7 separate regions of the Mus musculus genome follow, and regions 1, 2, 3, 4, 5 and 6 are each linked to region 7. The links are chromatin contacts, called in public ChIA-PET, Hi-C, HiChIP or PLAC-seq and promoter capture Hi-C maps. All regions are on one chromosome and are shown on one strand. Each heading gives the region's core, a stretch centred on a gene start, on an enhancer-like site or on the middle of the called end of the contact. The rest is flanking DNA. Distances are from core to core; before and after follow the strand shown. Region 1 holds the start of Flnc (filamin C, gamma). Region 2 holds the start of Atp6v1f (ATPase, H+ transporting, lysosomal V1 subunit F). Region 3 overlaps Nrf1 (nuclear respiratory factor 1). Region 4 overlaps Nrf1 (nuclear respiratory factor 1). Region 5 overlaps Nrf1 (nuclear respiratory factor 1). Region 6 holds the start of Ccdc136 (coiled-coil domain containing 136). Region 7 holds the start of Ahcyl2 (S-adenosylhomocysteine hydrolase-like 2).

The links. Promoter capture Hi-C pulls out the DNA fragments that hold promoters and counts their contacts. A called contact is a pair of places that touch in the nucleus more often than the background predicts. ChIA-PET counts read pairs in DNA pulled down with a chosen protein or histone mark. HiChIP or PLAC-seq counts read pairs in DNA pulled down with a chosen protein or histone mark.
Region 1: a contact with region 7 is called in a FOXA1 HiChIP or PLAC-seq map of pancreatic cancer cells. The contact joins the promoter of Flnc here to the promoter of Ahcyl2 in region 7. A contact is called at or near these places in 3 of 39 promoter capture datasets (the 3T3-L1 cell line, liver and neutrophils) and 2 of 115 datasets of contacts at active chromatin or transcription factors (embryonic stem cells and pancreatic cancer cells).
Region 2: a Hi-C map of natural killer cells shows a contact between it and region 7, with 4 times the contacts expected there. The contact joins the promoter of Atp6v1f here to the promoter of Ahcyl2 in region 7. A contact is called at or near these places in 1 of 39 promoter capture datasets (neural stem cells), 5 of 484 Hi-C or Micro-C datasets (CD4 T cells, CD8 T cells, embryonic stem cells and 2 more), 2 of 115 datasets of contacts at active chromatin or transcription factors (memory CD8 T cells and pancreatic cancer cells) and 2 of 9 other capture datasets (adipose tissue and pancreatic islet).
Region 3: a contact with region 7 is called in a promoter capture Hi-C map of frontonasal cranial neural crest, with 3 times the contacts expected there. The contact joins the enhancer-like site here to the promoter of Ahcyl2 in region 7. A contact is called at or near these places in 7 of 39 promoter capture datasets (the C10 cell line, embryonic stem cells, frontonasal cranial neural crest and 3 more), 2 of 484 Hi-C or Micro-C datasets (the HPC-5 cell line and embryonic stem cells), 6 of 115 datasets of contacts at active chromatin or transcription factors (the SCID.adh cell line, astrocytes, bone marrow-derived macrophages and 3 more) and 1 of 9 other capture datasets (embryonic stem cells).
Region 4: a contact with region 7 is called in a promoter capture Hi-C map of stem cell-derived epiblast-like cells, with 2.1 times the contacts expected there. The contact joins the enhancer-like site here to the promoter of Ahcyl2 in region 7. A contact is called at or near these places in 5 of 39 promoter capture datasets (frontonasal cranial neural crest, hematopoietic stem and progenitor cells, maxillary cranial neural crest and 2 more) and 5 of 115 datasets of contacts at active chromatin or transcription factors (bone marrow-derived macrophages, embryonic limb bud, embryonic stem cells and 2 more).
Region 5: a contact with region 7 is called in an RNA polymerase II ChIA-PET map of memory CD8 T cells, with 3 times the contacts expected there. The contact joins the enhancer-like site here to the promoter of Ahcyl2 in region 7. A contact is called at or near these places in 5 of 39 promoter capture datasets (the 3T3-L1 cell line, the HPC-7 cell line, cranial neural crest and 1 more), 17 of 484 Hi-C or Micro-C datasets (the Ba/F3 cell line, the G1E-ER4 cell line, the HL-1 cell line and 12 more), 12 of 115 datasets of contacts at active chromatin or transcription factors (astrocytes, bone marrow-derived dendritic cells, bone marrow-derived macrophages and 8 more) and 3 of 9 other capture datasets (adipose tissue, embryonic stem cells and macrophages).
Region 6: a contact with region 7 is called in a Hi-C map of the N1E-115 cell line, with 4 times the contacts expected there. The contact joins the promoter of Ccdc136 here to the promoter of Ahcyl2 in region 7. A contact is called at or near these places in 7 of 39 promoter capture datasets (the 3T3-L1 cell line, 3T3-L1-derived adipocytes, hippocampal neurons and 3 more) and 8 of 484 Hi-C or Micro-C datasets (the G1E-ER4 cell line, the N1E-115 cell line, adipose-derived mesenchymal stem cells and 4 more).

The regions. Positions count from the first base shown.
Region 1 is chr6:29,431,022-29,435,030 of GRCm38.p6, forward strand. Flnc (filamin C, gamma) reads left to right here and starts at 2,132. Exons shown (of 48, transcript NM_001081185.2): 1 at 2,132-2,792. The coding sequence starts at 2,438.
Region 2 is chr6:29,465,374-29,469,338 of GRCm38.p6, forward strand. It overlaps Atp6v1f (ATPase, H+ transporting, lysosomal V1 subunit F), which reads left to right and starts at 2,410. Exons shown (of 2, transcript NM_025381.2): 1 at 2,410-2,601. The coding sequence starts at 2,444.
Region 3 is chr6:30,097,633-30,101,526 of GRCm38.p6, forward strand. It overlaps Nrf1 (nuclear respiratory factor 1), which reads left to right. Exons shown (of 12, transcript NM_001164226.1): 5 at 817-943. Among named protein-coding and RNA genes, the nearest start is that of Nrf1, 52 kb to the left of the region's middle. Within about 2 kb of position 1,964, at least 3 of the 459 cell types and tissues checked have an H3K27ac peak or open chromatin away from gene starts, as enhancers often do.
Region 4 is chr6:30,133,654-30,137,851 of GRCm38.p6, forward strand. All of the region lies in intron 11 of Nrf1 (nuclear respiratory factor 1), which reads left to right. Among named protein-coding and RNA genes, the nearest start is that of Mir182, 30 kb to the right of the region's middle. Within about 2 kb of position 2,313, at least 30 of the 459 cell types and tissues checked have an H3K27ac peak or open chromatin away from gene starts, as enhancers often do. A contact at or near this core is called in bone marrow-derived macrophages, hematopoietic stem and progenitor cells and stem cell-derived epiblast-like cells, where this site is marked.
Region 5 is chr6:30,069,270-30,073,282 of GRCm38.p6, forward strand. The region is part of intron 1 of Nrf1 (nuclear respiratory factor 1); the gene reads left to right. Among named protein-coding and RNA genes, the nearest start is that of Nrf1, 23 kb to the left of the region's middle. Within about 2 kb of position 1,537, at least 5 of the 459 cell types and tissues checked have an H3K27ac peak or open chromatin away from gene starts, as enhancers often do. A contact at or near this core is called in memory CD8 T cells, where this site is marked.
Region 6 is chr6:29,395,154-29,398,905 of GRCm38.p6, forward strand. Ccdc136 (coiled-coil domain containing 136) reads left to right here and starts at 1,422. Exons shown (of 18, transcript NM_001347071.1): 1 at 1,422-1,589; 2 at 2,326-2,433. The coding sequence starts at 1,532.
Region 7 is chr6:29,766,536-29,770,498 of GRCm38.p6, forward strand. Ahcyl2 (S-adenosylhomocysteine hydrolase-like 2) reads left to right here and starts at 1,908. Exons shown (of 17, transcript NM_001171000.2): 1 at 1,908-2,371. The coding sequence starts at 2,003.

The DNA.
Region 1 (4,009 bases), core at 882-3,381, 340 kb before region 7:
GTTGGCACTCTGTACCCTGCTCTGCTGACCTGTGGGGCCTGCACACCCATCTCCCAGATCTCCCAGAGTGAGATAATGAAGCGAAAAGACTGCTAGGGAGGCTATCCTCCCTCGGGAGGCAGGTCTCTCTGCCCTTGCTAGATCCCCTCTGATCATTTCCACCTCAGAGTCCCTGGCCCGACTGGAGATCCTCATAACACCCACCAGGTGGCTGAGAGCCATGAGGGGCTGACTATAACAGTTCAGCTCCCAGTACTCTGCCCAAACCCCTACTTCTCTCTCTAGTAGTTCTGAGAGTAATCTCTTCCAGATCTGTATTTTGGTTTCTTCAACAGAGACAATATTACAGAGCCTACTCAAGTGGGCTGTCAAAAGTCTGTCTTCATACACACACACACACACACACACACACACACACACACAACTTTGCTTGCGTGATCCAGCTCTGTATCCAGAGCTAGGCATCCCTCCACAGGAGAGCTGTGTCTTTCAAATAGACAGTGCTGGTGCCTGCTGGGGGTTTTGGCTGAGGGGTGAAGGTAGCGCTCTGGGAGAATGACAGTTTGGGAGACAAGGAGGGGGCTGCCAACAGGAGAGTGGAATTCCTAAGCGCCTTGTCACAGGCAGCCAACGAACATGAGCTGCGGGGCACTAGCTATTTATACCTCTCCTGTCACTATCAGGGCCTCCAGAGACACCCCTGCTCCACACACCATGCACCACAGGGCTCTTTTCTGCTCCTGGCCCTTTCTGCCCTCCCCCTCCCTCCTAAGGACCAGGCCTTCTCCTTAGGTGAGAAGGAAAAAGAAATGATTGCTGGGAGCTTCACCATAAGCTCCGCCTCCCCCAACTCCTTTCCAAGTCCATAGTGGGCACCGCTGTCGTCTGCCCTTGAGGAAAGAGCTCCCAAAGATGCTTTATTATTGCCTTTCCTTTCATTATGACTGCGAGGAGGGAAATAAGGTAAAATGATTTACCCAAGCCTCAGCGGTCACATGGCTTGAATTAAGGACTGTCTTCCTTCAAAGCTAAGCTTACTTAGTCTCGAAGGATGGGGAAGCAGTGGACACACATCTGACCTCTCCTTGCGATGTAAATTCATTTGTAGGTCCTTCCCTTGTGTGTGGCAGGCAGCTTGGATTGCCTCAGTTTCTCTGTTGTGAACATTTCCCATGTCTCTCACCTTATTGGGCTTGCCCTCAACCCAATCCTGCCTAGGCTTCTAGCCTGCCTCCCTTCCTGCCCGCTTTGCCCCTGGCCCTGCCCACTTGCCCCAGTCACATTTCCCTTGGCTGCTCTGCCAGGGCTCTTCCTGCTATTTGGCACACTTCTACTTTCCCTGGGAAGATCTGCCCTGTGGCTCATGTGGGCACATTGCCCAGGGGGCTCCCTGGTACTACCTGGGCAGCCCTTTTGTCCTCTCATCAACTTGGTTGAGTCACGGGGGGGGGGGGGGCGCACACAAAGTGACTCACTGGGTACCCTTGTTCTGAGCTCAGCTTCATTCTGAGCCAGTGAGTCTAAATGGGCTAATGACCAGGGACACTGAGTCAGGTCAGGAGCCTTGGTTTCCCTGTGGCCCTGGGTTTGGATTCCAAATAACGGTTTAAGCATTTTTTTCTTGTAAAGTGGCAAAAGTCATGGAGCCCCCTTGAACTCAGTCTCTCCTGGTCAATGTCCCTGCTCCTTCTGGTGTTCTCTCTCTCTCTCTCTCTCTCTCTCTCTCTCTCTCTCTCTCTCTCTCTCTCACACACACACACACACACACACAATTTCCTTTCTGAGTTCTTCACAGGTGGACAATACAACCAGGCTAGAAGCCAGGACTCCTAGGCTGTGTCAACAGCCTTGTCACCAACTCCAGAAAGTTCTGTCAACACCAGATCAGTTTGTCTAGCCCTAACCACTGCCTCAGTTTCCCCATTACTTTCTTTAACCCAATCTGAGTGTGGAAGGAGTGTCCCTCATCCCTAAATGGCTAAGACTAGGTTGGGGTGTACAGTGTGCATGGGGAAGCTCAGGGCCAGCGCCCCCACCCCATCCCCGCTCCTGCTGAGGACTGCGTGGAGGAGGGGCGGGCGGAGGCGGGGCCGTGGGGCTCAGCGCGGCCCCCACCCGCGGGCCGGGCGGCATTCCTGGGAGGCCGGCGCTCTGACGTGGACCCTGGGGCTGCGGGCGCGGCGGGGGGGTCGGCAGCCCGGGGGCTTCTTAAACCCACTGCCCCGGCCCGGCCCGCACTTCCCGAGCACCGCTCCGCCCCGGGAGAGAGAGAGAGCCCTAGCCGGACAGCCCAGCAGCTCAGCCCAAGAGGCCAGCGAGCCCCGCCGCCCAGAGCGCTAACGAAGTCTCCGAGAACTCGGTGTCCCCGCGTCCCGCCCCGACAGCACCCACAGCCCGATCCCCAGGCCGTACTCCCCCGGCCCCCCGCCGCGCCACCATGATGAACAACAGCAACTATTCGGACGCCTCCGGCCTCGGCCTGGTTGACGAGGCGGACGAGATGCCGTCCACGGAGAAGGACCTAGCGGAGGACGCACCGTGGAAGAAGATCCAGCAGAACACATTCACGCGGTGGTGCAACGAGCATCTCAAGTGTGTGGGCAAGCGCCTGACCGACCTGCAGCGAGACCTCAGCGACGGGCTGCGCCTCATCGCGCTGCTCGAAGTGCTCAGCCAGAAGCGCATGTACCGCAAGTTCCACCCGCGCCCCAACTTCCGCCAAATGAAGCTGGAAAATGTGTCTGTGGCCCTGGAGTTCCTGGAGCGGGAACACATCAAGCTCGTGTCCATCGGTCAGTGCGGGGGTCACAGGGAACGGTCACAGCGGGGGTAGGAACAGGTCACATAGGTGCGGGTACTGAGATCCGGAACAGAAAACCTTTCCCTTGCCTGGTCTGATTTCTCCCTCGCCAGTACAGGCTGGAGCCCAGATACCCCTCTAGGACAGGTGGCACCCCTGAGAAGTTCCCTTCCGAAGTTGTCCAAACATCTTAGCTTCAGCCTCCCTACACACACTCCTACCGACCTGCCCAAAGTCCCCTCTTTTCCTTCCACCGGGCCACCCTTGCTTGCACATGCTTGCGAGGACAGGGCTGGTGCCCAGTGCTAATTCCTTGGGGGCGTATCCCGCCACCCACATGAAAGCAAATGGCTTCCCATCGCCTTCGTCGCTGGGCAAAAGCAGTCTTAAGACAGGTTCCAGTCGTCTCTGGGTTCTCAGGGCCCTGAGGCCAGGGAGACTAGTGGCCTGAAGCTCGCTGATGCGCTTGGCAGGCATGTGCTCCCCATCTGGGATCTGGCCGGACTAGAGCAAACAGAACCCGGCCTCAGAAACCTAAAAAGGCACTGAGCAACGTCCTGGGAGCTTTAACCCCTGATTGCCCTGGTCGTTTAGGTCGTCTGGGAGGGGGACTCCTGCCTGTCCATGCCCTGTTCCAACCCACCACCTGGCCTGGGATTGGCTACAGCTAAGGGTCAAGCTGCCCTGGAGGGAGGGGAAGGCTGAGGAAGAGAGGAAGTCATTGAGTGTAACCAGATTTGGAAGGTGTGTCAGTTCTGAGTGGGGGTAGGGAGGCGCAGGAGTCTAGAGAGTCCAGAAGCCCAGGGTGGGTTTTGAGTGGCAAGAAGATACCTTACTTTTCACAGCCCTATCCCGCTAGGACCAAGGTTTCCAGTTTGCGTCTTGGGTGAACTCTTAGAGCCCTTCTGGGATGTACTAGAAGGACCCCCCTGGGAGGATGCACCCCAGACCCTGGAAGGGAACTGTATATGGAACCAGGTGATGCCCACCACTACAAGCTGCCCCCAGAGACTTCAATATTTAACTAGGTATCTGCCCCCTCCCTAGTCTCCCTCATGGCCATCTCCAGGTCTCCGGAATTAGCAGCTGAGATCAGTCCGGGGCCCTTTGCCCTGTTCAGGCTTCTTCCTGGGCCTTACCTCTTCCAGTCCCAGTACTAACCCCCCCCCCCTACACACACACACACACACACACACACACACACACACA
Region 2 (3,965 bases), core at 1,160-3,659, 300 kb before region 7:
GCTGGGATTAAAGATGGGCAGAATTGTTACTCTTATTCCAACAGGTACCCCGGCTAGAAGACAGGTCTCTTTGCTTGCTGCTCAAACACATCCAATCTCAAAACTCTGGCTCTAAGAATCTCTCACCTCCATGTAGTCCACTTTCCCTACCATCAGCCCTGCACTCCAGCCGGCACTTCTGTTTGATTCCCTCCTTTGGCAGTGACTCTGCACACACGTGGTTCTAGAATAGCTCTAACGTATGAGCCTGGTGATGAGGACCCTTTAGACCTCAGGAAAACATCTAGATTCTTTAATTTTGATTGTTTGCTTGGTTGTTGGTGGTGGTTGTGGTGGTTGTGGTGGTGGTGTGCGTGTGTATGTGTTTGGAGAAAAGGTCTCTCTATGTATCCCTGGCTATGCTGGAACTAACTCTGTAGACCAGGTAGCTTTAAACTCAGAGATCCACCTGCCTCTGCCTCCTGAGTGCCACTGCAGCCTGTTTTGTTTTGTAAATTTTTTTTTTTTGGTGATAGATTTAAAAAATCAATTGTTTGCATTTAATTAGTTATTTGCTGTGCCTCTGCGTGTGTTTGTAAAACAAATGTAGAGAGATCAGAGGACAACTTACAGAACTTGCTTCTCTCTCCTTCCACAGTGTAGGTTCTAGAGAGTTCACTCAGGTCATGAGCTGTGTAGTAAGTGCCATAACTCACTGGGCCATCAGGACAATCTTAACATATAGTTGTGGTGGTCTGAATATGTTTTGCCCACGGGAAGTGGCATTATTAGAAGGTGTGGCCTTACTGGAGGAGGTGTGGTCTTATTAGAGGACGGGTGTCACTGTGGAGGTGGGGCTTTGAAGTCTCATATATATGCTCATGTCTGGCCCATGTGATCAAGACTCTTGTTCTGGCTGCCTTTGGACTGAGATGTAGAACTCTCAGCTCCTCCAGGACCACGTCTGCTTGCAAGCTGCCATGCTTCCTGCCATGATAATGGACTGAACCTCTGAATCTGTAAGCCAGCCTCAATTAAATGTAACCTTTCTAAGAGTTGCCCTGGTCACAGTGCCTCTTCACATGTGCTGGTGCCCCTCTCATTCCTAAGACAATATCCCAAGCTGGCCTTGAGCTTGTGCCAATCTTCTTGCTTCAAACCTCCTAAGTGCTAGGATTGTTTCTATGCAATTATCTAAATTTAGGAACTAACATGAGGCCTTGCTTGGTTTCTACAGCACTACATAGTGTCATCATTCATTTGCCTATTTCTTTGGTAATTTAATATATATTCAGTAATTGTTAGCCATGTCATAGTTAGCATGCATGTGTACATCATACCGATTCAGACCTTGACCTTCCAGCTAGGAAATACCTGTTCTTGGACAGTTATGGTAGCCTATGTCTGTAATCCCAGACTGAGGCAAGAGTTGAAACAAACAAATGGACAGGAAATAGTGGTGCATTTCTGTAGTCCCAGCATTCAGGAGGATGATGCAGTAGGACCACTGGCTGCAAGTTCAAGGCCAACCTAGTCTACATTCTGAGTTCCAGGCCAGAAAAGGCTACATATAGCAGGTTTCAAAAAACAAACTACCAAATAAAACCAAAAAAAGGGGGTAGGTAGTTTGGCCTAATCCTAATATTTGGATAAATCTTTTTATAAGATTTATTTATTTCATATATGTGGGTACACTGACACTGTCTTCAGATGGTTGTGAGCCACCATGTGGTTGCTGGGAATTGACCTCAGGACCTCTAGTAGAGCAGTCAGTGCTCTTAACCACCTAGCCATCTTCCAGCCCTGAGACCTATCTTTAAAAAAAAAAAAGCACTGGGTTGACCAGATGAACCTCAAGGTGACTCTCATAGGGTGTATTATGACCTCACAAACTTGTGGCCTGCTCCACTGCCACACTACACCTGCCTCCGAAATCACAAATGTAACAACAAAAAGATGTTTTTTTTTTTTAAGTCAAACAAATCAAGCACACACTGTTCTGTTTTGTGTAATGGCGCAGGCCTATAATACCAGCATTCGGAAAGTAGAAGCAATAGGATCTATCCTCTTCTACACTGCAAGTTCAAGTCCGGCCTGAGATAGGTAACCATCTGTCTCAAAAAAGCCAAAACCAAACTAACGTACACTGAAAAGAAAGAAAAAAAAAGTATGTCCCCTAAAGTCTCGGTCTCTAATAACACTAGGTTCAAAAGGCATTTCTTCCAAGAGAGAAGAAATTAAGGACAGAATGCCAGAGAGAGGCCTGTGACGCTCAGCCTTCTGGGAGACGTAGTTCTGTGGTTTGTGTTTCTGGCCTCTATGGCGCAAGAGTACGCAGATTAAGCGGAGTTCCTGCTAAATGCGCATGCCCGGGAGGCGGGGAACTGCGCATGACTGAAGGGCGGGGTCTCTGCGGGGGCGGGGCATCACAGGTGTTTGGGAAGCGCTCTGCCCGGCGGACAGGATGGCGGGCAGAGGTAAGCTAATCGCGGTGATTGGAGACGAGGACACGGTGACTGGTTTCCTGTTGGGCGGCATAGGGGAGCTAAACAAGAACCGCCACCCTAATTTCCTGGTAGTGGAGAAGGATACCACCATCAATGAGATCGAAGACACTTTCAGGTACGGTAGCCTGTTAGGCCTAAATGGGTCCTTCCGCTTGCTACAAGCACGGGGAGAATTGGTGGCCTGATAACCTGGGTGTCACGTGGTGATGGGGACCGGGATGGTCCCGGAAGTCGTCTGTCCACCCTGAGCAGGGGCCTCCGCCATCTAAGTTCCCTTTTGGGGCTCAGTGGGGTCCGGCCTACCGCAGGTCCACGAACTTTCCCCATCACATGATTGTGTGTCAGTTTAGGAGGGGAGTGGAGCTTATGGTCTGCACCAGCTGTAATTGGACGCCTGGAGCCTCTTGCCAGTGCTGACCGGCTTGTTCAGCCCTCTTCCGGGGTCTCTGTAGCGTATTCTCTGAACCTTAGTCTTTTCGACTAAGAAAACTAACCACCTCCAGCGTAGGTCCGGACAGTGGGCGCGTGTGTGTGTGTGTGTGTGTGTGTGTGTGTGTGTGTATACGCTTCATTTATCTTAGAGGCTTACAATTGTCCTGTAAGGTACTGGTTATTCCCAGTTACTAGTGAGAAAAATAAAGGACAATTGGTTAGGGCACAGGCACATTAGCCATAGGAGGCAGAACCCAGGTCAACTCTTTCTTTTTAATTACGGCGTTTGTGTGTGTCCGTGGGTAGGTGTGCACACATGGAGGTCAGAAGACAACTTGTGGAGTCAGTTTTCTTTCCATGGGCTTTGAGGATTGAACTCAAGTAACAGGGCTTGGATAACAAGCAGCTTTACCTGTGTCTTCTAAGTTACTACCCACTCTGTTTATTCAGCTCCCTGCAGTCTGCCATGGGGCTTCCATTTGTCTTGCGCACAATAAGCAAAACATCTGGGAAGTATGGCCTTCCCCAAAGACTTTGTACTTCAGATCTTCACATCATACCCTGGGTCGTAGTTTTTAAAACTGGGTGCAGGCATTCCTTTTAAGCCAGAAAGTGCACTGTTGACTAGAATTGAGGGTGCCAACTCTCTATTTTTTTTCCTCATTCCTTTTCTAGAATTACTATGCCAAATCTCAGGAATAAACTGCCCTCACCTGTTTCCCCTAAATAGCCCAGTCCAGGGATGCTGGCTGAGACTAGTTCCCACAGCCTGGAGCGTGGCAGGCTCTGACCTGGGAGACTGATCTCTTAGCAAACCAGTAAAGTGACCTCCATTGCCACTGGAGGACAGATCTTACTTCCAAGGATTTACCATGTTTCCAACAGGAAGGGGTCCTAAAATCACCAAGCCAAATCTACTCCATGCTCGACACAAAGTAGGTGCCCAGTGAATGACTTTTAATGAGTAAATACTTAGCTGAATGGGTGTGCATGTCTGTGTGTGGAGGTGATCACATGCGAGGAAGGCCAGAATGACAGTATCTGTCT
Region 3 (3,894 bases), core at 714-3,213, 330 kb after region 7:
AGTGGGGGTTTGGAGCAGACTCCCACCGGCAAGTGGGGCTAATGCAGAGACCCATTTCATCCTCATTGGCAAACACTGTGGGTTTGTGTTCTAGTTTCTTTTTTGTGATAAATACTCTGACCAAAAGCAACTGGGGGGAAGAAAGGGCTTAAGTCAGGTCAAGGTCATCAGAGCCGAGCCTGGCAGAAACCTTGGAGGAATGCTCCTTGCTTGTTCCCTTCTAGGCGATATGGATTTTGTCTTGCAATCTTGGTATTTGCATTTTTCATTTTTATTATTTTTTGCTATGTGGTAACTCACCACATAGACCAGGTTGGCTTTGAATTGACAAAGATTGCCTGTCTGTTTCCCAAGTGCTGGAATTAAAGGTGTGTACCAAAGTACACTTACAGGCTTATACTTTTAACTAGCTTTCTGACGCAGCACAGGACCACCTGTCCAAAGAATAGTGCTGCCCACCATGGCCTGGGTGCTCCTATATCAATGTGCAGTCAAGACAAATCTCTCGCAGACATGCCCACAGGCCAGTCTAATCTCACCAATTGCTCAGTGAGTCTGCCTTCTCAGTCTGTGTCAAGTTGACAGTTAAAGCTCAGTAGGACTGTGTCTCTGTCACAATACAGTACAAAGCTGTAGCTAGGCATGGTGGTGTAGTGTGCACACTTCCTCTGGTAGACTTCCATACTTACCTCTCCTTCCCATTGTCATATTTCAGAAGACGTCCGATCAAAATTGTCTCCACCCACAGGGAGTTTGCTCCGCTTCCATTGGGGCATGCATCCTCTGTCACAGTAACCTTGTTTCCGTTCTGTTCAGGAAACTCAGAGCCACGTTGGATGAGTACACGACGCGAGTGGGACAGCAAGCGATTGTACTCTGCATCTCACCCTCCAAACCCAACCCTGTCTTCAAGGTGTTTGGCGCAGCACCTTTGGAGAATGTGGTAAGTAAGATCTGAGCAGTGCCCAGAGGCCCTCTGCTTTGTGTAGACTTTGGCCTTTCTTCTTTGCAGGTCAGTACTCTGGATGGAAGGAGGAGACAGTTTTTGCAGATGGAAACAGATAAGATCAGCCCCATGCAGTGGTCAGAAAGATGCCTTGTTAGTGGTCCTCTTTTGTCAGCTGAGAGCAGCGAGCAGTGGGAGGCTTTTGTTGAACCTAGCTTGATGTTTGACTTGGTGGCCAGAGCTCTTCTGCTCTGAGTATACATAATATTTTAAAGAATCATTACTGTTTTTACTTACTAAAACAATGTATTGTACCCCACCAGATGCAGTTTAAAAAAAAAAAAGAGAGAGAGACTATTTTACTGAAGAAGCCAGTGCAGGGCTGAGGATATAGCCCAGCTGGTAGAGCCCTTGCCTAATGTGCATGAAGTGTTGTGTTCATCCTAAGGACCTTACTAATTGTGGTACATGCCTGTAGTCTCAGCAGGTAGGAGGCAGAGGCAGGAGGATCAGGTATTCAAGGTTATCTGGCTGGTTCCAAGGCCATCTTGAGCTAAATTATACATCTTTTTAAAAAAGCTAAATTAGACATCTTTAAAAAAAAAAAAAAAGAACCAATGTGAAATTTTGATTTATATCTGAAGCAAAACACTAGATGACTCCAGGATGTTAATTTTATAAGCCAAATTGGAAGCATTTTATTAACCATGTATTTGGATATTTAAAAATCCCTTTGCAGCCGGGCGTGGTGTCTCACGCCTTTAATCCCACACTCGGAAGCAGAGGCAGGCGGATTTCTGAGTTCGAGGCCAGCCTGGTCTACAGAGTGAGTTCCAGGACAGCCAGGGCTACACAGAGAAACCCTGTCTGGAAAAACAAACAGAAAAAAAAAAAAAAAAAAAAACTGTTCAGGGGAAATAGCATAAAGAACCCTGAGCTCAGGCAGAGGTGGAGCTAACTCACGGGCTGCTGTGCTCTGAGGGCCAGCACAGGGCTCTGTGCAAGCCATTGGCTTTCTTGAGCTTGACAGGAGTAGCCTGAAATATTTTCTTGATAACAAAGTGAAAACTTCTCAAGAGGTTTTCCAGGGCTTTTGAAGATAAAACTCTTCAGTCAAAAATTGGAGCCTATAGTATTTGCTAGGGCCCAGTGAGCACACTCACAACCACGGGGCAGAGGGAGCGCTGGAGTTAGCGCCAGCTTCCTACAAGTCATCTGACTGTCTTTATTTATTTCAATGCTCTCCCTGATAGATCAGTGGACTGTCCTTCATTTGTTTATATAGGGTTTTAAAAAGAGCTTCACTTGTATAAAATGTAGGCCAATGCTTTCCATGTAGTAGCTGTGAGACGGGGAGGTTGTTGCTCAGTTGGTAAAGCAAGCCTGAGGGCCCGAGTTTGAATCCCCAGCTCTCCTTTATGCTTCAGATGACAAGCTGTAGTCTACATGGGATAGGGGTAAGTTTTTAAAAAGGTCTTTGATGCAAATTTCCAAAGACTCCTTACATCTAGAAAGCTTCAGAAATTCAGAAAAATCATAATATCTAGTCCAAGACTTTTTCTTTTTCTTTCTTCAACCTGACCAGAAGGCCAGTTTCTAAATTTTCAAAAGTAAATCTGTTTCTAGAATTCAAATGATCTTTGTAAATGTACTAAACCTAACCTTCTATCCTTGATATTCATAAGAGTATTTGATAATGTACCTACCTCCCTGTGTCTGAATACATGATATATTTCATGATACATATTAAAAAGAAAGGGTTTTTTGGGAGGCAGAGCAGGCAGATTTCTGAGTTTGAGGCTATTCTGGTCTACAGCCAGAATGTCTCAAAGAAACCCTGTCTTGTAAAACCAAGAGGAAGGAAGGAAGGAAGATGGGAAGGAAAGGTTGCTCTGCTCAGCAGGGTCAGGTATTGGTGTGCACAGTGTATTCTGGGGATAATAATATATTCGACACTAAGAATTTAAAGCGGGAAGATAACTAAGACAGGAACACTTGCTAAGGTTTTTCGGAGCACATGTGGAAATTGAGTTGGACTTTGAAAAATGAACACTTAGGATAAGAAGCAGAAAAGAATTTGGTAGAAGCAAAGAAGTGAGGAGGCTGACTAGCAGTTTTAGAGTTAGGTTTTGGGGTGAAGAGTGGGGAGGGCATCTCCGAATTGAGAGGCCAGGTAGAATTGAAACACCAGCCTTCTGATTTGAAGAAGTATATATACTTTACTAAGCTAGCTTAGGTGGGAGTGCTGCATTAACCTGGAATTATTTTGTTGTAAATTACTACAAAACATAATTCTATCAGCATTCTTTTAATCAGTATTGTTAAGGAATTGTATAGCATTGATAAGTCTAACAAAATACCAGAATCTGACTTTTTTCCTGATCCATGAAAAGGCTTACTGGATACTGACTAATAGAATAGTAATAGCCCAGTGTTTCCCAACTTTGAGTTAGTCTTTTTTTATAGTGAGTCTAGTGTTTGGACTATTTTTGTCTCATCCCCTTGGCTCTCCTATCTGGAGGATTCTATAGCTTTGGAACTAGACTGGTTACTACTGTTGAGGTCAGTGAAGTACAATATGGGATCTTTCTCTTTGGTGCCTCACAATGAGACCCCCCAGTAAGGCAGTAAGTTCACAGAACAGAAAACATGGTTGGAACTTCTTGCCAAAAATTTTTCCCCATCCCCAAGAGAATGCCTTAAGGCCTAAAAACAAGTTAATTTCCTATCCCATCTAGTTATATTTCCATAATTCCTAGCTTTATTATCCCTAGACACATTCTCATTCCCCTTGTGTATTCTTCTAAGTGAATAAACCCATTATTGATGGTGGAGTCAGTGTTTGCCTACTCTTGCTTATGTTGGAAGAATGTGCATATGCGCTGTGCTGCGGCTCTGGAAGGTTCTGCTGTCTTAAGATGGGTTTCACTACAATGGATGAGCCAGGT
Region 4 (4,198 bases), core at 1,063-3,562, 370 kb after region 7:
CTGCAAGAGAAAGCCACTACAGATCTATTCCTAATGCAGCTGGTGCACTGGAGATCCCAGAGCACCTGCACACACCGGCTAAGGTCTCCTTTTATGAAACAAGACATGAGTGCAGCAGGAGAGCACTGCCATTGTGGCCTCCATAGCCCGCCAAGATGTCAGCTGGTTTACACACAGGTTTTCCCCACTTAAGTCAACTAAAGAGGAGACTTTTTTTTTTTTTACATTTCAAATGCTATCCCCAAAGCCCCCTATACCACCACCACCCCGCCTCCCTGCCACCGCCCTGCTCCCCAACCCACCCACTCCCGATTCCTGGCCCTAGCATTCCCCTGTACTGGGGCAGATGATCTTCGCAAGTCCAAGGGCCTCTCCTCCCAGTGATGGCCGACTAGGTCATCCTCTGCTACATATACAGCTAGAGACACAGCTCTGGGGGTACTGGTTAGTTCATATTGTTGTTCCACCTATAGGGTTGCAGACCCCTTCAGCTCCTTGGGTACTTTCTCTAAAGAGGAGACTCTTTAAACTGAGGAGGTTTGCCAGGTAAGCCTAGTCAGAGAAAGAGCCACTTTGATTTTGCCACAAGAATCACAAAAACAACAAACAAAAAACCTTAGCAGAGACAAATAAGTCCATAGTATCAAACCTAGCGTCTAGAATTGACCCAGTCAGGAGCAGAAGCAGACTCTGAGGTGAAGGGCCACATAATCCCAAGTATCAGGGTCAGGTTGAACAGTGTACTGAGTGTCTCTTCAAAACAGAACAAAAGATAATTAAAAATGTACTGTCCAGGGGCTGAAGAGATGGCTCAGCAGTTAAGAGCACTGACTGCTCTTCCAGAGGTCCCGAGTTCAATTCCCAGCAACCACATGGTGGCTCACAACCATCCGTAAGGAGATCTGATGTCCTCTGCTGGGGTGTCTGACGACAGCTCCGGTGTAGTTACATATAATAAAAAAACAAATCTTTAAAAAAAAAAAAGTACTATCCAGCCAGGTGTGGTGGTGCACGCCTTTGATCCCAGCACTGGAGAGGCAGAGGCAGGAGATTTCTAAATTCAAGGCCAGCCGGGGCTACACAGAGAAACCCTGTCTCGAAAAAAAATAGCACACACACACAAAAATGTTCTATTCAATGTGATAGCTGTTTTCTATAGGTAGCCATTCAAATGAAAGTAGATTATAACTAAAATTTAAGACATTTACTCAGTTACGGTAATCATATTTGAAGTGGTAAATGGTCATTTGTGGTCTGATATCCTGAATCTTTAATCATAGTTTCTTCACCATTAAATTCAAATAAGAGCATATACCTAGTGACCACTAGACTAGCCTGTAAGTCTACAATAAATCCAGTAGTACATTGCCATCACTGGAGAAGTTTCTTTAGGACAATATATATAGCAAAAATACCAAGGCCTTCTCCTAGCAGGGAGGCCATCCAGACCTTAGGGGCTTTGCCTCCTACCTCCTCAGCTCTTACACATCATGGCTTTGATGAAGAGCCACCCATGTGACTACATGAAGCTACAGGCTGTAAACAGCAAGGCAGGAGGGCTTTCAAGGACAGTGGAGTCCTGAGTGGAGACCCTGAGACAGGAGGCAGTGACGGCACCTAGAACCCCCTTCCCCTCTGTTTATTCACCACACAGACCACTAGCATATTTCTGCATGGACTCCTCACACAAGTGCAGGTTCTTCCTTGTATGTATCGATCCCTGTAGCCAGGTACCCAGAACCAAGTATGGAAAGCCCGGAAGGTCAGGAATCAGAAAGTAGCCATTGCTCCTAGATGAATTCCAGATGGCACCACAAACACAGATGCTGCTAAGAAATAGGAGGATGAAGCTGTGCTGTGGACTCTGTTATGTCGCGCAAAAAATCCCTTCAGTCCTCCACCTCGTGGGTGCTCCTCATTCCCTGCCTTTCGATGGCCTGAGAGAAGAAAGGGACTATTAGGAGTCTTCAATCCGGAAGCCTCTCCTTCACCATTCTGAGTGACTCTGAAATCCACAGTAGCCTCTGTAGGAGGCAGCAGTTTCCCCGGCTTCACTTTCTCCCGTAGGGGTGGGGGTGGGGGGGATAACAATGACATCAAGGGCAGCAGAAACTGCCTTGTCATGCTCTGTTAGTGTTGGGGACACCCAGCCACCATTTACCATTTTGCCAATTAACAACTGTTATCTTTAGACAAAACCTCACAGGAAATGAGAAGGAAACAAGAGTCTACTTGAGGAAGTTCATATCCTCCAGAGGTCCCAGGCCTTCCTCTCAGTTACAGCCCCACAGCTGGAAGGTTTCTACAATACCCTTCCCTAGTTCCTTACTTAGGTAGTGTGTGAGACACCTTCAGAAGTAGCAGTACCTTTTGCAAGGTCTCCTGTCCCAGCGTAGGGGCTTAGCATATCTTTTAGGGTGGCATGGTGTCCTACTTGTAATTCCAGCACCGTGGAAGCTGGGACAGGGGCTCAGAAGTGTGAGGCCAGTGTAACCACATAGCAAGTTTTGGACCTGCCTGGGATGGATGCACAGCAAGACCCTACTAGAAAGTGTTAGAACATAAGGGAATGGGGAAGGAAAGAAAGGAGGAGAGGAAGGACATAGAGGAATGGGGAAGGGAAGGGGAGAGAAGGAGAATGAGAGAGAAACTGACTCTCATCTTTGTCTTAAAGATGAGAAGCTACAAATGGACACTGAGGGCTTCCTAATAAATGTTAGACCATTGGGCCTTTTGTCTTTAAGGGCTCATCAGAGCTGTGCTATGGCCTTCAAATGTAGTACTTAGCTGTTGTTACCCATTAAAAAGCTAGATACCTATCATTTGGTCCTCGACATCACAAAAGGAATTAGCACGCATCAGCCAGCCAGCTTGGCGTGCCTCTTCTGCTCTTTAGTGGTCAGGAATTCTCTGCTTGTGGGGAGTCATTCCCTAGACCAGGTCCGTCCTGAGCAGAGACTTCAAGATAGTCCTTATCATCTGGCAGGTGGGTGTCACTGACCACTGCACCCCAGTGCCCTTCAGGCCAACATGTGCTTCTGTATATTATTGTCCTCTTCGTTGGTTCCCAAGTCTCTCTGTATAGGAAAGGCAGACTACAGTTTCTCATGATTCCAGCTCCTTGTAACCAAATCAGAATCCTGGTGCCTATCATTAAAGTCAACACTCTTGCAAATAGATTTTTTTTTATGCCAAATCTAGAGACAGTTGAACAAATTTAACTGGAGTCATTACTTACTGTTCAATTTATGCTTGGAAAACACTTGTTGGTGTTTCCCACATTCTTGCAGGCATAGTTAGGCATGTTAAAGGGTCCTTAACTTCTGTTCACACAGGGACCCACATCATAACAGGGCAAGCTTTGGGAGAAGAAAGTTTTTAAAGTCTTGAGTAAAAGAGGACTTTCCTCTTTTAGTTTATGCTTCTGTTAGGATTTTGAAGGAATGTCAGCATTCTGTTACTAACTCTAATAACGTGCACATCACAGCCTGGATGCTTTGGGGCCTTCTGACTCTCATGTTACCTGTGTAAATACAGGATTCACTTCCCTGCATCCAGCTATACCATTTGCTTAATAAAGAGCAAATGTGCAGAGCCCAGCAGCAGCAGCCTAGAAGAAGTAATCTGAACAGGATAAGCATGCTTCCTTTCTGTGCGATGCTCTCCGTCTCCTGCCAGGAGTAGGGTATCAAATGAAGGGGAGGTTGTGCTTGGAGTGGGTAAAGTGAATGTCTAAGTGGCACCTGCTCCATTCAGTAGATCTGCTTTCCTGGGCCTCCCCCCACACATCTGCTCCTGACAAAGCTGCTTTTTTTTCTTCCTTTTTTTGGTCAGGTTGAGAGCAAAGGCCCAGTAACTAGACATGGCTGGTTTTGCTTTGTCAGCACAATTGCCTGTGACATTATAATTACACCAAATCTTCATTATCAGAAGGGCCCTAATTTAGAGATTTTCAGAGCCTAAATAGGGTTTTCAAAGTGAAATTGATTTAAAAAAAAATCTTTGCTGTTGTTAAGCTAGCAATTGGATTTGAGAATCACTAAAGGGGTCTAAGTATTGGAATTGAGCCATTGGCTCCAAGCAACGCAACAAAAGCTGTGCTATCAGATTGGCTCACCTGAGAGCCAGCAAGAGCTCTTCTGACTGCTGGTCAGTCCCAGCTTCTCCACAGTGCTCAGCACTACCTGTAGGTACACCT
Region 5 (4,013 bases), core at 287-2,786, 300 kb after region 7:
CACAACACTCTCTGCTCTCACTTGCTTTTTTGTTTTATTATTACTTTTTGGGCTGGAGAGATGGCTCAGCAGGTAAGAGCACGGACTGCTCTTCCAAAGGTCCTGAGTTCAAATTCCAGCAACCACATGGTGGCTCACAACCATCTGTAATGAGATCTGACGACCTCTTCTGGTGCGTCTGAAGACAGCTACAGTGTACTTATGTATAAAAATAAATCGCCGGGCAGTGGTGGCGCACACCTTTGATCCCAGCACTTGGGAGGCAGAGGCAGGCAGATTTCTGAGTTCGAGGCCAACCTAGTCTACAGAGTGAGTTCCAGGACAGCCAGGGCTATACAGAGAAACCCTGTCTTGAAAAACCAAGAAAAAAAAATATTATTACTTTTCTTCTTGGTACTTAACTGTACCTAAAATTATTGTATGTGTTTATTGCTAGCCTCTGCCTCTGTAAGGTGAAAGCCAAGAGGTCAGGGGCAGGTTGGTTCACATCAGTGTTAGTGAATGTATGAAACTTTGGTAAGTTACTGTTCTTTATTTCCTTTATGGAACTCGGATATGTTGATCTCTTGCCTTTTGGCTTTGCAATACTACACTATTGTCTTCTGCTTCTCATTTTCCTTTTACATATTTTTTTCTTACCTTTTAATGACCTCTTAATTGTCCCCCAAGTTTTTTTGCTATTTACCCTTTTTTTTTAAAGAATTACTTATTTTATGTGTATGAGTACATTTCTTCAGACACACCAGAAGAGGGCATCGGATCCCATTACAGATGGCTGTGAGCTACCATGTAGTTGCTGGGAATTGAACTCAGGATCTCTGGAGTGCTCTTAACCTCTGAGCCATCTCTCCAGCCCACTATTTACTTACTTGGTTTGGTTTAATTTTTATTCTATTTTATTTCTGAGAAGAGGTCACTATGTAGCCCTGGCTGGTCTGGAACTCACCAAATAGACCAGGATGGTCTTACATTCACAGAGATTTGAATGCCTCTGCCTTTTGGGTGATGAGATTAAAGGCATATTCACCCACACTTGGCTTTTAGAGTCTTGTTTTCTCAATTTTTATTTTACTTATTTTATTTTATTTGTTTGTTTTTTGAAGTAGGTATCAATCGTTCTTGAGCCCAGGCTGGCCTGGAGCCCTTGGCAGTCCTCCTGCCTCAGCATCCCAAGTGTTCTGAGGATGTGAGCCCTGTGGTTGGAGTTTCTTCTTTTATCATCTTGTTTGATTTTTATTCTCAGTTTTGTTCATGTTCTCTGCTTCGTTTACCAGCTTCTGCTGATGAGTCCAGAACTTCTACCTTCATTACAGACTTCCCCCAAGTTTCAAATCTGAGTCTTTTGTGACAGTGCCTTCAGAAAGCTACTATCTTCCTCCACAACCTCTGTTTACCTTTCTTGTTTGTAGTCTGCCTGAGAATCACACTAACCCAGCCAGAAGGAGTGCAGTCTTGACTTTCCTCACCTTCACACATCTGCCTCTTCTCTAAGTCCCTGTGGTCAGCACTCACATCTTGGGGCTTCTTGTTGGGTTTGGTTTTACATTTTTAGACAGGGTTTCCCTGTGTAGCTCTTCCTGGCCTGAGCTGGCAGTGTAGATCAGGCTAGTCTCCAGGTTACAGAGATCTGCCTCTGCCTCCTCAGTGCTAGAGTTCAAGGCATGGGTCACCACACCCAACTCTGTCCTCATTGTCTTAATTAATTAATGCTCCAGGATCCCCGAGGATCCTTGAACTAGTCACTTGACCAGCTTGCCTCCAGCCTCAGTCCTCCCCTTTCTGTACCAACTAGACCGTTGCAAAACCCCACATAACGATTCAGCGCCTCATCTTCATTAGCAAAGGCTGGGACTTTGAGGAGTGCCTGCAGTCACTGCAGACCTGTAATAGTAGACCAGAATACATTGTTCTCAGTATATATGGTACTGCTTACTAGCTTTTAAGGAAACTAATGTTTAGTATAGTCTTCTCACCTCATTTTAAGAAAAGATTTGCTATTTTATATGGTTGGATATTCAATACGTATATATGCATGTGTTTGGGTATATGCTTTCAAATACAGCTGTCTCTGCAGGTGCTAGAGGCAACAGTCAAATCTTTGTAATTACAGGTGGTTGTAAGTTCCTGTTGTAGGTACTGGGGACAGAACTTGGGTCTTTTGCAAGAGCAGTATGCACTCTTGACTGATGATCCATGTATCCAGCCCCTCTTCTTATCTCACTTTATAAATAAATCTTGTAAATTGCAAGCAGTCTTAAAACGTGTAGTAGTAGAAATTTCTCTGTACCTTTGTTCATTCTTGTATTAGGAAGAGCTCTTTCCTATTAGGTGCCACTGAGCAGTTAGAATAACAACGGGTGATTTTGCCTGGTGTCTAAGACTCCCAGAGCCAAACCCATTGGGTGCTCCAAAGGTGATGTTTCTCTGCTTGGAATGTCAGCATCCTGGACCCCGCTGCTCCCCTACATCTCCTGTATACACATTTCAGAGAGCTTCTCTGTCAGTGAAGTCCAAAGGCCTTTGCAAAGCCTATGATTCCAGCAGTCCTTCCTATCCTCTCCTCTTCCGCACACTTTTTGCTGCTTGCAGTCATGCAGGCCCTCTGTATGTGTATATGTTCATGTGGGAGAGGAGAAGACAGGGTTCAAGTGTTCAGTACATACTGTAAGTTGGTGGCTGGTCCCTGTTTTTACATGTTAGTTTCTGTTTCCTTGTTCCTAGATTTAAAAAAAACAATAATCTGCAGGGCATTTAAGAATTCTAGGTAAAGTGGTACACTTCTACTCCTCTAGAGTAGCTGTGTTTGCTTCCCAGCACCCAGGTGTTAGCTCACAACTCCTCTTATAATGGAGGAGATCTGATGCCCTCATCTGTCCTTCATAAAATATAAATCAGTTAAATTTTTTTTCATATTGGTATGATTACAAATAAAAATTGTGAGCCAAAATATTTATTAGAAAAAAAAAAACAGCTTCATGTCTTTTGTATCCCCACCCCCTTTTTGTTTGTTTGTTTGTTTGTTTTTTTATTGATTGGTTTTATGTATATGAGTACACTATAGCTGTCTTAAGACACACCAGAAGAGGGCATCAGACCCCATTACAAATGGTTGTGAGCCACCATGTGGTTGCTGGGAACTGAACTCAGGACCTCTGGAAGAACAATCAGTGCTCTTTAAAGACAGTGTTTCTTTGTGTAGCCTTGGCTGTCCTAGAATTAGCTCTGTAGACCATGGTGTTGAACTCATAGAGGGCTTTCATGCCTGTGCCGTCTAAGTGCTGGGATTAAAGGTGTGTGCCACCAACACCTAGCTCTTCTTCCCTTTTAAAAAAAAGTTGATTACTTTTATTTTAAATGTATGAGTGTGTTGCCACCCTGTGTTGCAGTACCCACAAAGGCCAGAAGAGAGCACTGGGTTTGGGTTAGAGTAAGAGAAGATTGTGAGCTACCTTGTGGATTCTGGGAATCAAACCTGTGTCCTCTACAAGAACAGTGAGTGCTCTTAACGGGGGCTCTTAATGAGCCATCTTCAGTTTGTTTTTGTTTTTGGAAACAGGGTCTCATGCAGTCTCAGCTGGTGTAGAACTTGCTGTGTACGCCAAACTAGTCTAAATCTTAGAGTGATTCTCTTGCCTCTCTCTCCTAAATGTTGGGTTCACAGGTGTGTGCCAGTCACATTTGTTTGTTTGGATGAGAGGCCTCATTTTTAGGTATCCATCCTCAAAGTAGCTATCCTTGTGAGACAGTGGTGGTTGGAGTGGGCTAAGGCTGGGAGGAACAGGACAGTTGCTAGGCCTTGGAGATGGGTGACTGCAGGGGCAGCTTGAACAGTCACTCCACTGTGTCATTTTAAATACAGATTCATTAAATTCTCAGTGAAAAAACAAAAAAACACCACTTGCCTTTAATATGTTTACGACAGTTAAATATCAGTCAAGGAGCCCAAACAAATAACACGTAAGTAACTCTGCTCCCGTGCAGTGCTGGTTGGTGGGAAGAGGGAGTACCTGGTT
Region 6 (3,752 bases), core at 172-2,671, 370 kb before region 7:
CTACTGACTTCTGGACTTTTTTGTTTTGTTGGTTTTTGGTTTTTGAGACAGGGTTTCTCTGTGTAGCCTTGGCTGTCCTGGAACTAACTCGGTAGACCAGGCTGGCTTCTAAATCATATAGATCCGCCTGCCTCTGACTCCCAGGTGCTGGGATTAAAGGTGTGAGCCATCACTGCCTGGCAGACATCATTGTTAATAGGGAACGTGAGTTTAAATTCATGAGTTAAAAATCTGGGATAAATGATGAAGGCGTTGTTAACTTAGTCGGAAGCTCCATGTTACTCATTTACTCCATGAGTCAGGTACTTTGATACTGAAGATACAAAGATAACTAGGATACTTCCCAACCTTAACAGCAGGCAATACTCTGATGCTGCCCAGAGGGTCAGAAGAGCACAGCAGGAGAGTCTAAAAAAAGGAAGGGATGGGGTGTCTGGAGAGTAACTCTCAACACAATGCTGAAATTACTGATAAGCCTGAGATGTGCAGGGAATTGCTTCATTCCTGAGGAACATGGAGGGCTTGAGAGCCCAGTAGCCTGGGGAGTTGAACCCAGCCAAGCCATGCCCAAACTTTAGGAGTGAGAATACATGAGAAAGAACTGGTGTGAGGTACCAAGCTTAGAAATCTCTCCACGATTATAACTCGGGGAGCAGATTCCTGAGTATCCACTTCTGACCTAAATGAGACCTGCTGAGATGTCAAATCTGCCTCAAGACCAAGTTCATCTCTTGAATAAATAGATGAAAAGTTGAAAAAAAGCTTCGTGGTTTCCCACATTTCTTGTTACAGGGAACATCAATGATGCCCACACTGCACAGGTCACAGAGGGCGTGGCTCAAAGGGCTGGGAAGAAAGAGGGACTTGGTACACTGGGAGGAGAGCTCTGGCTGGGTGGGATTTCGGGGAAAGCAGTGATGTACCACCACCTAGCACTTGGCACATGCAGGTCTCAACTATCCGCCAGCCCTGCAGTAGCTCTGGGGCGCTTGAGGCTACCCGGAGGGATGGGTTCTGTGGACTGCGGGGATGGGGACGCTGGCTCTGTGTGGGAACCAAGGAAGTGCGCGTGTGTTTGCGCATCTGCAGGAAACAGTCCATCCCCCCCCACCCCCACCCCCCCCCCGGTTCTATCATCCGTCAAGACTAGCCCCTGAGGTCCCTAGGCGTGGCGGACCCAGGGTGGGTTCTGCAGCCAGAACCAAGCCATGCTAGCACTCCTTGGGCGCATCCTCAAGACCCGGTAGCTCACGTCCGCTTTTCAGGCGCAGCAGACCTGAAGCTGCCTCGGACGAGCCTGGGGCACTTTAGTGACGTGTTTTGAACCTCTTTTGCTGGTCCTCACTGGGTCTGGAGCCGGGGACTGGGGGAGGGTTTCCGGGCGGCCACAGGCGGGCACTCGCGTCAGGTGGCCAGGCCAGGCCCCGCCCTCTCGGCCCGCCCTCTCTCCTCCCTGCGCACCGGGCTCCCGGTCCCCGGCCCGGAGGCTGCGGCTTCTGCTCGGGAGGCGGCGGCGGCGGCGGGAGCAGCCATGGAGGCAGGCGGCGGGGCCGGCGCGGGAGCCGCGGGCTGGAGCTGCCCTGGCCCAGGTCAGAGCGGCCTCTCTCTCAGCTCCCTATGCTCCTTCCCCCTACGGCTCTCCTTCCTTCTGACCCCCAGGTGCTCCTGGTACTGAGTCGGCTCCCTTCACCCTGGCCTCCACCGGATACTGCTCTCCATCTTTCGACCTGGGTTGTCCCTTCCCAGCGGTCACTCCCCAAGCGCTCCCCAGTTAGTCTCTCCAGCCCGATTGTGTTTCCAGCTCACGAGGGGGGCGGGGGAGTTGTCTCTAGAGCCTGCACCCTTCTAGTTCATCAAAGCTCTTGACCACCGGGAGAGGGTGGGGTGGGCGAGGTTTGGTGAGGGAGGGAAGGGGAGAGAAAGAGAAACGGCCTAGTTTAGAGCCCCTTCTCTCCTCTCCTGAGCCGGCCACCCCTCCCTTCTCTGCTTTGCTATATAGGATCCTCCCAAAACCTTCTTTCCTAGTTCCCACCCTACCCCTCTTCTTATGCCCCAAGCTAAACAAACACTCACCCTCTTCTGTCTGAGCGAGGGAGAGGAGCCGGGAACAGGGGTGCTGAGGTTGGGCCGCGCCGGACTGGGGTCCCCTCCATAGGCATGAGAGGTGGCTGAGGGAATAGAATCACAGAGCTGGGCAGAGTGAGTCAGGCTTCTCCAGTGTGATTGCAAATTCCGGGGCTCCCATATAAGAATGCACGTCCCTTTCTTTCCCCTCAGCCCCAGGCCCCTCTATTCCTACAGTTCTTACTTTCTCCCGGCTCACAGGACCCACAGTAACCACTTTAGGCTCCTATGAGGTATCTGAGGGTTGTGAGAGGAAGAAAGGCCAACGCTGGGGGTCTCTGGAGCGCCGTGGGATGCAAGCTATGGACGGTGAGTTTTCTGAAAAAGGCTTTCTATCGCCCTACTCCGTAGCTCCCTTCTTCCTTCCCTGACCCCAGAACTCTGAGCCAGAACAGGGCCCTCCCCTCACTTCATCTCAGGCCCCTCCTCCCTGGTGGCTGAGCTCCAAGCCTCCCCTGGGCTCAGGCATTGTGGGAAGTTTGGGCACATCCCTTTGGGGCGCCAATCACCCAGCTAACCAGGTTGTGTGTCCCGGGAAGCTGCCAGACAGAGAGAGGCCCTGCTCAACCCAGCCTGGAAACAGGCTTTCGGCAGGGGGCTTGTTCTTCTCACTGCCTGCTGACCCAGATCCCAAGCTGTCTCTTATTTTTAAAAGCCAGGACATGGGCATGAGAACTGTCTATCTGATGCCACCACCGTCAACTCTGAATGGAACCCTGCAGCTTTAGTAAGAACGTGCTTAGGAGAGGGCTAGATGGAGTCTATTTCCCAACAGCACTCGCGTGTAACAGGGCAGGCAGTACCAACACATTATCCAGGACTTCTTGTGAAGTGTCCCCAGGCCCCTCTGTAGTTCAGCACAGGCCTTCCCTAGAGACTAGATGACATAAGGGGTCTCAGATGAACCGTATGCTGTTGGTGTTAGAAAAGGGAAGGAAGGCCAGAGACCCAGGATTAAAAACAAAGCAATCCCTACCAAGACAAGATTGCATTGCAGTGAAGAAGAAGAAGGAGAAAAAAAAGGTGTTCAGGAGTCTGAACATGAGGACCAGTACCAAATTAGTTTTTCAAATGTGTCAACAGGACTGGAGAGATGGCTTAGCAATTGATCAGTTCCCGGCACCCACATCGCAGCCCACAGCTGTCTGTGACTCCAGTCTTAGAAGCTCTAATACCCTCTTCTGACCTGAAAGGGCATTGCCCTCCCATGATGGACAGACACACATGCAGGGAGAGCACCCGTATGCAGTAAATAAATAAATGAGTGGTTTAGAAGAGTGTGTTAAGATGGCAGACTTTCTTTGAGATGAGTTCAGCCTGACAACTCTCAACATCAACTTGGGTCAGAAGGAAAGAGATGATCCTTGTGGTACCCAACAGGGAAACAACAGGTGTAGAAAAACCTCAAAAAGATATTTGACAACATGCATTTGAAAGGGTTCCAAAATGGATGCAGTAAACAACTCCGCCTAATGTTTCCTCTTCTATCTACAGACCAAGCCAGTGTTTTCTTATTATGAAACGGCTAATACCTTGCAAGCCACCTAGGTTGTTTTTCCCCCAAGCTTGCTTCATTTGGCCTACATAAACAGCTGGTGTCTGAATGTCTGAATCCTTTCTTAACTCCT
Region 7 (3,963 bases), core at 658-3,157:
AAGGGAGCTGTTAGGGCTGCAGTCACTTTTTGAACAGCCACAAACCATAATCCTCTTTGCCTCAGTTTCTTTAGGAATAAAAAAGCCTACCTCATAATATGCTAAAAGTCAACCACATCTTAGTGCCCTTTTCCCCCTTTAGGTAATATTCACATAAAAATTTAAAGAATGTGCAACTAAAATAATTTTTAAGCTTATGCATATGTGTGTGTCTGTAGGACAAGAGGGTGTCACACCCCCTGGAGCTGGAGTTGCAGGTGGTTGTGAGTTGCCCAATGTAGTTGTTGGGAACAAATTACAGCAAGGGCTCATAAATTTTGAGCCAACTCTCAAATCCCTAGAAAGTATGGTGTTGTCTCCTACTTTTTAGTCTAACTTCCTTCCTCCCTCTTTCTGTAATGTATATGTGTGCTCTAACTGCTTGTACATCTGCAGGTCAGAAGAGGGCATCAGATCACCACTATAGTTGGTTGTGAGCCACCATGTGGTTGCTGGGACTTGAACTCCAGACCTCTGGAAGAGCAGCAGATGCTCTTAACTGATAAGCCATCTTGATGTTGTTATATGCCCCTTCCCCTTCCCCGCCAGGGTATCTCTGTGTAGTCCTGGCTGTCCTGGAAATTGCTCTGTAGACCAGGCTGCCTGCCTCTGCCTCCCAAGTGCTGGGATTAAAGGCTTATGCCACCACCGCCTGGCTTTTAGTCTGATTTTTAAAATTATAAGCATTTATTTCCTTTTATCATTAAAAGACTATTGGAGAACTCTTCTTAAAAGAAAAAAAATTCTATCATCAGTAGAACATTACTTTCAGGTAAGTTTCTTCTTTTTGTGACAGGCTTTGGCTAAGCAGTCAAAGCTAACCTCAACACATTTCTGATTCTCAGGTCTCTGTCTCCTGAGTGTTGGGCTTACCACTATGACCAAATGGTACGCAATTTTATTTTATTTTTGTTATTAAAAATAAAACTGGCAGCTGGTGATCTGGTCAAAAGTTAATTGAATTTGTTGCTCATTTAGAGGGCCCAGGGTAGATTCCCAGTTCTTTTCTGGTCCTTTAATTACATGTGTGCGGTAGAATTAACTTTTTTTTTTTTTTTTTTAAAGACAGGGCCTTGCTTCATAGCTCAGCTGGCCTCGAACTATTATCACTGGTGACGCATACACTTCAGATGTTCAAATTATTACTGCGTACTCCACCATACCCTGACGAGATTTCTTTCTTTGGGGATTTGATTTTAGTTACTTAATTCAAGAGTACGCCAGAAAGCATGACAGCAGGAAATGGCTTATTTCTTTTCTTCTAGAAACCAACCCACTGAAGAAAGGCTCGGAACGGAATGGAGAAACCCCATGCCTTCTAGCCTGGAGCCGGAATTCATCTCACCTGACCTGCCGCTTTTCCTTTAAAGGCCGCCCACGTGATAGCACACATGCGCACACTCCGGAGGAAATTCACGCCGTCAGGGGAGCGAGTCATTCTTGCCCCCCACTTTCCCTGGGGTTTCTGGCATTCCTTTCCGGAAACCACAACCCCTCTGGAGACATTCTCCTCATCTATTCCGTCGCGTCATCCGTTTTTATACTTTTCTGTTAGTCGCTGTCCTGGGAGTTCCCTCTCCATCAAAAACTACTTTCCGGAGGAGGGACGAAAGGACTACAACTCCCAGGGGACTCTGCGGCCTATCCCCCACCCACCCCCCCGCGAGGCGAGCGCAGTGCAAGTTGGTTGCTGAGGTCCCACGGTCTTCTAGTCGCGTGCAACCCGGAGCAAGCGCACTACAGGTTCTGTGGCGCCTCGCGCGTGAGTCAGACAGGGGTGGGGCGAGGCTCGAGAGGCCGGGCTGGCGGCGAGCGAGCGGGCGGGCGGAGGAAGGGGGTGGGAGCGGAGGCGATGGAGGGGAGGAGTGGGGGTATGGGGGAGGGAAGGGGAAGGGAGGCGGGAGGCGGGGCCGAGTGGGAGCTGGTGCGAGAGTCAGAGTCGGCGGTTGCAGTGGAGGCGGTGATGTCGGTGCAGGTTGTGTCAGCAGCGGCAGCCGCCAAGGTGCCTGAGGTGGAGCTGAAGGATCTGAGCCCCTCCGAGGCGGAGCCCCAGTTGGGACTGAGCGCGGCGGCCGTGGGCGCCATGGTACCCCCAGCGGGTGGCGGGGACCCAGAGGCTCCAGCTCCGGCTCCCGCGGCGGAGCGGCCCCCGGCCCCCGGCCCGGGCTCGGGGCCCACCGCGGCTCTGAGCCCTGCGGCCGGGAAGGTCCCTCAAGCGTCCGCCATGAAGCGGAGCGACCCTCATCACCAGCACCAGCGGCATCGCGACGGCGGCGAGGCCTTGGTCAGCCCCGACGGCACGGTCACCGAGGCGCCGCGCACGGTCAAGAAGGTACTGGGGTCGGGCTGCCTCGCTTCTCGGAGAGGCGGGGAGGGCGGGCACGGGAGTGGCGGCCCTTCAGGGCACGGCGGCACCCGGTTCCACACCCTCTAGATCGTGGAGCCGAGAGTCTTCTCCCACCCTTGAACCCGCTCTTAGAGCGGCCGCCACCCGGTGCTCCGCTGCGAAGCGAAGCCTCTAGGTACCACGGGCGTACTTTACTAATAACATGGAGGTAGCGCCCTTCACTACTACTTGAACGAGGCAGGGGGAGGAGAAGCACCTACTACTACACCCGGCGCCTCCAGCACACTCCCGCGTGTAATTTTCCGGACTGTTCGGTGGCATAGAAAAACCTTCCCTCCAGCGATAAGGATAGCAAGATCTTTTTCCTTGGAGAACGAGGAAGCTGTAGTTAGCTCTCTCTCATGAGAGCTCGGGAAACCCTCTGAGTTGCCTGGCTTCTGTACAGATGATGACTTTCTGCCTTTCTGTGGCCAACAGCTCTCCACAGGGTAGTACTGATCTGTGCCCTTCCTTTCTAGCCATTGCAATTCTCTTGTACTGCGATTGTAGACCGGTAATGGAAAGATGCTTCATTCACCCTGAAGAGGGCTGGTCTCTAGGATTACCAGATTGTACCTGAAGAGAATGCTTATTTTATTCATATCTTTATCGTGAGCAGAAAGTGTTAGGAAGAAATGCTTGCTACTTTGAGGAAAGTAATCGTTTGGGGCTGTCGGCTTCCTTCATAAATAGAAACGTGTAATGATGGTACCCCCGAATTATTTATATATTGGCTATACCCTTTACCCACTCCCCTCGTTTTTTCTCCCATTTATTGATGTCAGCACAAGAGGTAAAAGACAAGATCTGTGGATCATCTAAAAAAAAATGTGGCTTTCATTTCTTGGGAACAGTATGAACACAATGATTTACGTTTTTTCCCATTATAATGGGTGCATTTTGTTCCGTCAGAACAACAGTAAAAAAAGATATGAAGTGTACATTGGGTTTACTATGTAGAGTTTAGGTGAACCTTGGCTCCAGCAAAACATTTTGTTGTAATTACCTCATGACTTAGGGCAGTTAACTTTTTCATTTGGTAGTGCTAAATGATGTCAGAGGCAAGACTGAAGGAATTTAACAGTGCTTTAGGGCATGCTGTGTCCTTTGCAGTTTGGTGTGTTGTCCTCCCCTCTCCATGCAATTATAGTTAAATGGAGGAATTACACTTAAAAGATGCAGCCTGGGCTAGTGCTGGAAGTACTTAGGTCAAAATTAGGAAATCCAAAGCCTATTTCTCACTTGTTAAGATGGTTTGTAGCTTTGGCCAAATCTTTTTCTTGTGACTGTTTTTTTTTTTTCCCTAAAGTTTGTAATTTAGTTCTTTTAAGGGTAAAATGTTTAACAATTTACTTTTAGAGTGAAGTTTATACTTAGGTGCAGACCTAAGTTTGAACATAGTACTCCCTTCCCCAGATTTAACTTTTGAATAAGTCTATAAGGTAATTTCTCCAATAAAATGGGGGTACTAATTATGATTAAAGATTAAAAATGTTTATGGTCATCACATAGAACTTGGTACCTACAGTAGGATCTTA